Regions from separate parts of the Ovis canadensis genome. Here region 2 is linked to region 1. Evidence: chromatin contacts called from public Hi-C data. All regions are on one chromosome and are shown on one strand. The core of a region is the stretch at or near the end of the contact, and the rest is flanking DNA. Distances in the headings are between cores, read along the strand shown.

Region 1 (3,597 bases), core at 550-3,049:
CTCTCAGGCACCTGCAGGACCCTCCCTGTCTGGTGCACCCGTCTTGACCCTGGGGCCTGAAAGTCGCTGTCTCCCATGTCCACTTGTACCGGCAAGCTTTGTGTGTCATGCCGCCAGGTTGGGAGACCCCCACCATAAACCCATCTCTGGAGACGATGGAGGCAGAGGTTACAGGACAACAGTCAGGGGTGACCTCAGGTTCTACAGCTGTCGTGAGGCTGGCCACCCAGCAGGAGCAGCATGCAGACCTTGGTCACGGTGGCACCGCTCTCGACCCTGCTGCTGAGGCTCACACCACCCGCTTCGACAGGAGGGAGGCTCATGTTTCCTTGCAGGACACGTAGGAAGCCACCGCCTCCAGGGCACACACATTCCCCCCTCCTCCCCCCCAATACAGGCTTGGGCTGGGCCCTTTGCCTGGCTTCCGCCAAGAGGATGTTAGTAAACACTGTGCAGGGGCTGAGAAGCCCTGTGACGGAGCTCTGCTGGCCGTTTCTCTTGCTGGTGACCGAGTCATGCCAGTGCAAGCAACAGCCGGGGCCACAGGGGGTCCCCGCCCACCAACCATGGGAGGGGAGTGGCCCATGGGAGTCCCAGCTAATATGGGCTGCACCCCAAGAAGCGGAGATGAGCTGTCCCCCCTTCTGGCCCTCAGCATCATGAGGAAATAAAGGAATGCTTCAAGTCACTTAGTTTTCAGGTGATTTTTGTTCATTAAGGATGAACTCCTAGGAGGCATTACAGGAGTCTTGACTTCTCCAAGCCCTCACAAGCACCTCTTTGAACCCTGTGCTGGCACTTAGCCCTCAGGAGGGCGTTGGGCTTGCCTGGTGGGTGGGTGGCTGGCCCTGAAGGCAGGTTTTCCTTTCCATCAGATAGCAACCTGAAACAGATAGCTGGCCGGCTGCTGCACTTTCCCCTGTGGTTAAATTATGCTCCAAGCTACTGAGTCTCAGGGAAGCTCAGTTCTGCCTGATGACCAGGAATAGCGCTGCAGTAGCCTCTTCCCCCACATCTGACTTTTCTCCCCCATTGTAACAGGAGAAAACTGGCAGAGGTCCGGAGAGACCTCTTGGCCCCACACCTGAAGAGGGCGGCAGTGGCACTTGACCTCGGAGTTTTGCGGTCACTGGCCTTGTGCAGGTGGAGGCCCCAGGCTTGCCCAGCTGCCCTGACGGACCACCAGTGGCTCAAGTGCATTCAAAACTAGTTTTCCCTACCCAGCTATTTTATGTTAATAGACCTGCTGCTTCGAGTTGCTTATTCCGCTCTGGGACGTGGCACTTCTACAAATGCTTCCCGTCGGTGTGCAAACGTTCTTGGTGCAGCTGTGCAGGAGCCAGTGGGTACAGACGAGAGTCAGCGTTCTGCCCGGCTGCAAGCTTTCACTGCCTCACGGCAAACCCATCGACCACCACCCCCAACCGCTCACCTGGACTCGCTTTTGCTAGCATCCAGGGCGCCCCTGGGGCCGACCCCACCTCCTCCTCCTCCCAACTCGTCCCGACCTGACCCCGCACATGCCGAATGCACCTTCGCGTCCCGCTCCCGGCGCGCCCTCCAGCGCGGGGACTGTGTGGATCGGCTCGCTTCGTCCATGGCTTCGCACTTCAGGGCGGGGGTCTCGTGGTGCGGGCCCCGCCGGGTTTCCCGCTTCTCCCGTCCCACCCGGGTCCCCGGAGCCCACCCCCACCCTGGCGCCGCGTCCCCTCGGTCCTCCGCGTACTACCGGCACGGTTCGGCGCGGCATGCGTGCGCGCGCCCTCCTGCGTCGTGGCGTCGCTCCCCGGCGTGCGCGCGGCCGGCGGCGGGGGCAGTGGGAGGGCGGAGCCGATGCTGGGGGCGGAGGGCGGAGGCTGAGGCGACGGCTGAGGCGGCGGCCGGTCTGGCCGCGCTCGGGGGCGCGCTCGGGGGCGCGCTCGGGGCCGCGCCAGGCCACGGCCAGCGCGCCGCAGCCCCCGGCGCCCGAGCGGAGTCCCGCAGACTCGCTGTCGGAGCCCAGGCGTTGAGCTGCGCGGAGCTGAGCGGCCCGCGGCTGAGGTGAGGCGCGCTGGCGGGGGCGGCCGGGCGGCGGGGTCTGGGGGGACAGCGGGGCTCGGACACCGCGGGCGGACACCACGGCCCGACCACGCTGCCGGGCAGCGCCGGGCAGCGCCGCGGCCGCGTTTATGTAAGCGCCGCCGGGCAGGTGGTGAGGCCACGCCTGGCGTGCGGCTCGAGCGGGACCCGTGCTGCCCCGAGCCCTGTCCGGAGGGCCCGCGGCCGTCCGCGAGGGGAGGCTTCGCCTAGGACGGCCCCGCATCTCCTCCCCGGGCGCCGCATAAGCGCGGGATGCGCTGCGCTGCGCCGCGCCGCGCCGCGGGATGGAGGGAGGCTGCGTTCCCAGAGTGAAGCTGCGCCCCGGCGCGTGTACACCGAACCCGGGATGGAGGGGAGCCTGCGCCCTCGTGGACAACCCTGTCCCCTCCCCGGGGGTGCCGTTTCTGCTCCGGATGCGCTGCGCCCTAGGGAGGAAGGCTGCTCCCGGGACCAGGCTGCGCCCGGGACGGCCCCCGGGCCCCCTTCGGGAGAGCTCCGTGTCCGCGCGGGGTGCCCTGCGCTGCGCAGAGGGAAGAGGCACCCCCAGGGGAGGCTGCGCCCCCGGGGAGGGGAGGCTGCGCCAGGGCGGCCCGCGTCCCCTCTCTAGGGCGCAGTGTCCGCGTGGGATGCTTTTCGCCGCGGGCGTCGCGGGGCGGGGAAGTTCCCGTTGGTGCCGGGCGTCTGAGGCGATTGGGGGCTCGAGGTGAATTCTGTCGTGCTCAGATCTGCAGTAGGAAAATCACCGAGCTGTGAACAGGTCTGGGAGAAGGTGTCAAGATGGGCTGTGGACGCTATAACGGGTGGGAGTCCCAGTATACAGACTGCTGCTGCTGCTCCTGCTAAGTCGCTTCAGTCGTGTCCGACTCTGTGCGACCCCATAGACGGCAGCCCACCAGGCTGCCCCGTCCCTGGGATTCTCCAGGCAAGAACACTGGAGTGGGTTGCCATTTCCTTCTCCAATAGTATACAGACTGGAGAACCTGAAATGTGTTCTAATACCGATTTATATATGCGAGACCCACAGCGCCGTGTTTGGTTCGCAGTTCATATTTTTAGCCAGCAGGTTTGGGCTGTTACTAATGATAAAGGCGTTTATTTATTTATTTTTTCCCCTACACAAGCAATAGTGGTTAGCATTCAGCCCTCTAAATATAAGGAAAACTGGCTTGGTTGTCAGACTTACTTTTCTACTCTTTGTGCCCTAATTGAGATGATGATCAGTTAAGTTTTGAGAATAGAAATATTTATTTACCTCTCTTTAATCTGTCCTAAATTTACAGTATGTTTTACTCCTTCAAAAGGTGCCACCTAGAGCTCCATTTTCCAAAACCTGGGATGTGTTAGGAGCAGTTCCAGCAATGTCTTTTGATACCATGGTTTCTCTGAGGCTAAGATTCCTTTAGCTGCTTGCTGAGGGTTTCCCTGAGGGGAAAGGAAGAAGGAAAATGCAAAGGTTGGCTGGTACCCTTCCTCCTGGGTGTGAGAAGTCGCTTCCCTCCCTGCAGGGTCCCTCCAGGG
Region 2 (3,724 bases), core at 16-2,515, 40 kb after region 1:
GAGTGTTAATTCTTCCTGTCACTCTGCCTTCCATACTTGGCTTGTGCATTTCGGTCTGGAGAGCATTTTGTTTTCTCCAGTTGTTCAGTTCATGATCCAGTCCGGGTTTCTCAGGGGAGTGGCAGGCCTTCCTTGTGGGTTTCCTGGTGTCTGTGGGCAGCGGCTGCAGACTAGAGACAGGCAGGCATCCTCTGGGGCAGGTCCCCCTCACCTGCTGCTCTGGGTCCTGTTGTTTGTCAGCTGTGATGGGGTGCGAGGCTCCACTCTAGGCCAGTGTGCCTTTGGGCTCTCCTTGGCAAAGACACCTCCTCTGCTCACCCATTGGTCTCGCTGGTTTGTCCCGAAGGGAGCAGGGGCCGAGGACGGGGTGGGCAGGCTCAGAACGCCTATCCCTTACCATCTGCTGCACCTCCTGTTCTGGTGACCAGGCATCTGCCCTGTGCCCAGGATGGAGTCACTCCTGCTCTGGGCTGGTGATGCCGGTGCTGCCCGCAGCCTGTGTCAGCATCGATTGTCCTGGGCCTGAGTGTGGGAGAGGCAGGGGAGGCCGGGCCTTGGGCGCTGGGTGACGGCTCGCTCTGTTCCCTCCTACATCTCTGGCCTTCTCTCGCTGCCTCTCTACTCTTCCCTCTGAGTGTGTCTCCTTCTCTTTATGTGTGTGTCTCTATCTATGTGTCTTTCCCTTTCTGGGTCTCTTTCTCTCTCTTTTCCACTCCATCTCTGCTGTCTTCCAGTGGAGACCCAGGGCTCATTCCTAGTGTTGGGAACATTGAGTTTCTCTAAAAACGATCATAAAACAATAAAATATATCTAGACAGGGAGCAGCCTCCCACCTACTTAATGAATTGTTTTAATATTTGCAACATGCTTTAATTGCCCATGAAGCATTTGATTATTGAAAGTTTGAAAAAAAATAACATTTCCTTCAGGTCATAAAAATATTTCCAATAATGTTCACCAGTTCACTTCAAAAAATAAGTGGGGTTTTAAAATACAAAACAAAGTAGTCTTTTTTTGACAGCAGCTTTCTTGGGTGCGGTTGGTGTGTGCCCAGAAGCTACACGTGTGACGGGTACAGCTGGCGGCGTGTTGAGCCCCAAGGGGCATCGCCCTGTGACGGTGGTGAACGTCCCCTCCCTGCCCCGTCCTGGCACAGTGGATCCCTTGCAGCTCCTGGTTCACGTGGATGGGATCAGGCCATGCGTCCCTCTCTTTCTGGCTCATTTCACTCAGGGCGATGACTCAGAGGCCCAGCATGTTATTGCAACTGTCAGTGCTTCATCCCAAAGGAATCTTTCTTATGAGGGAGAGGACAGTACTCTTGCTTGCTCAGAAGGTGGGGTGGATTTAATTCGCTGAGTAGAACAAAGTCCGCTTCGACTGGGGCTATCAAGCCCCAAATGCAGGGGGAATAAAAGGCTGGGAAACTGAGGCCCTGCTGGGCGGTCCCAAGGTCACGTGAGAACCTGTATCTGGCTGAGCCTTCAGGACCAGGTGGATCCAGTGCTCTCCCCTGGACCCCGTCCCGCTGGCTCAGACTGGAGTGGGCCCTGCTTGGGAGCAGTGACGAGGGTGGTTCTCGGGTGTCGCGGAATAAATGTACTGTGCGGAGCATTTCCTCGGTGTGCAGGGTCTTAGATCCCCAACCAGGGTTTGAACCTGGATCCTGGTAGTGGAAGCGCCGAGTCCTAACCACTGGACAGCCAGGGAATTCCAAGTGGAATGTAAGTAATACAAAAAGATGAAATCAAACCAAGGCCTCTAGACTAGAGAATCGTTTTCCTCAGGCGAGTCTTTCTTCATAGACTTCCCAGAGGAAGTGAAGGCCAGTGGCCCCCCACCCCCGCTTCCCTGCCTTGGGGGGGACATTTTTATATTTAAGTGTTTATTGTAGTTTACCACGTGGAGCTGCTGCTTTTCTCCACATACCAGGATCGACTTGATTCTTCTGAAATCTTAGCCAGGGAAGCGTCTGTCCTATCAGAGCTGAAATATCAATGCTCAGAGGTTTCCCTAGTTCAGAACAGTTGAAGACACCTGTCTTCTAGAACTTCCTTTGCATTTTCTCATGCTAGTTGTTGAAGAGCCACTCTGCCCTCTGGGTGGAGCCAGGATCTTTGAGGATCCTCAGAGTCATTCGGCTTCAATGCGCTCCTCCACCCACAGGCCTCATCCCCAAGGCCCGTCCACTGAGCCTCCCAATGAGAAGCCTGATGTTTCCATCTCTGTCTTCCCTCTGCCCCACAGCTGTCCCAGCCTCATCCCTGGCATTGCCCATAGAGCTATCAGCCTGATCTTTCAGCCCAGATTCCTCTTTATCACACCAGCTGCTGCCAAGAGCCCCTCCCCTAACAAAGGCATCCAGAGGGACTCCTGCTTTCAGTCTCAGCCTCAGATGAGGGGCGTCCGCACCCCCTGCCTGGCTCAGTGACTTAGGGGGCCCCCTCCTGGCTCAGTGACTTGGGGGGTCTCCCCATGCGGCCCCTCCTCTGGTGCCGCCCCCTGTGGTCCCACCTCCTGGTGGCCCCCCCCCCCCCCGCCAGCCTCTCCTCCTGGTGGCCCCTCCCAGTGCCATCCCTGCCCACTCAGTGACTTGGGGGGACCCCCCCTGTGACCCCTCCTCCAGTACCACCCCCCGCAGTCCCTTCTCTGGTGCCCTACCCCACGGCCCCTCCTCCTGGTGCCCCTGGCTGACCCCCTTTGGTGGAAGATCACAGGACTAGTTAAGCACTTGAAGCGGTGGTGGCACCAGTGATGTGGAAGTACCCCTGAGTGTCAGCATCCCTCTGCTGACCGTTTTCTGTCCCCTGCCTTGAGCCTGTGAAGCCTTATGTCTCAGATAGTTGGCATCTCTAGTATCAGGGAATCTGGTTTGTGTAACTGCATACGTACGAACGGTGCTACACACCCGCAAGGTAGAATGTAGGGGCAGAGTGAGTGAGTGAAAGTCGCTCAGCCCTGTCCGACTCTTTGCGACCCCATGCAGTCCATGGAATTCTCCAGGCCAGAACACTGGAGTGGGTAGCCTTTCCCTTCTCCAGGTCTTCCCAACCCAGGGATTGAACCCAGGTCCCCCGCACTGCAGGCGGATTCTTTACCAGCTGAGCCACAATGGAGGCCCAGGAATACTGGAGTGGGTATCTGCTTTGTGTCTCTGCACACTTACGAATGGTGCTATGCATCTGCAAGGTAGAATGTGAGATACTTATTTGGGGGCAGAGTGAAGGCTTGATTTCCACAGTATAGTAAAATTGTAATAATAAATACCACTTTTCAAGGAAATTCGAGAGCTTCATTCAGTCAGCAAGGTTTCCAAGGGCACAGCAGTCCATCGGGTGCTGAGCGATGCGTTCGTGTAACGGGACTGGTTCTGTGTTTACCGTTAGTGCCCACGAGCTCAGCCCCACCTGACCCTGTTTCGCCAGCATTGCTGTGGCATCTGAGCTCCTTTGGTCAGCAGAACGGTGAAGCCCTGCAGAAACCCTTGCAGCCTGACTAATGAGTGGTCGCACTGCTGTCAGAGGGGGGTGTCCTGAGCCAGGCGCAGCCACCAGGAGAGGGCTCCAGGAGGTGGTGGCGGTGGTGCCTGGGTGTATCCGGGACTGGAGACCATGGAGCCTCCAGCTGACAGGGCTCCTCCATGTCCCACCCCCTCCACCCCTTCCAGAGTTTTAGGGTGCCCAGGCCCTGCCCTTCTCCTGTGGTGTGCCGACCCTGCGCCATC

Evidence for each region. A called contact is a pair of places that touch in the nucleus more often than the background predicts.
Region 2: a contact with region 1 is called in a Hi-C map of fibroblasts, with 2.4 times the contacts expected there. The contact joins the enhancer-like site here to the promoter of ADARB1 in region 1. A contact is called at or near these places in 2 of 2 Hi-C or Micro-C datasets (fibroblasts and lung).

Annotation. Positions count from the first base shown.
Region 1 is chr1:268,116,162-268,119,758 of ARS-UI_OviCan_v2, forward strand. ADARB1 (adenosine deaminase RNA specific B1) reads left to right here and starts at 1,800. Exons shown (of 11, transcript XM_069566629.1): 1 at 1,800-2,040.
Region 2 is chr1:268,156,271-268,159,994 of ARS-UI_OviCan_v2, forward strand. The region is part of intron 1 of ADARB1 (adenosine deaminase RNA specific B1); the gene reads left to right. Among named protein-coding and RNA genes, the nearest start is that of ADARB1, 40 kb to the left of the region's middle. Within about 2 kb of position 1,266, the one cell type or tissue checked has open chromatin away from gene starts, as enhancers often do. A contact at or near this core is called in fibroblasts, where this site is marked.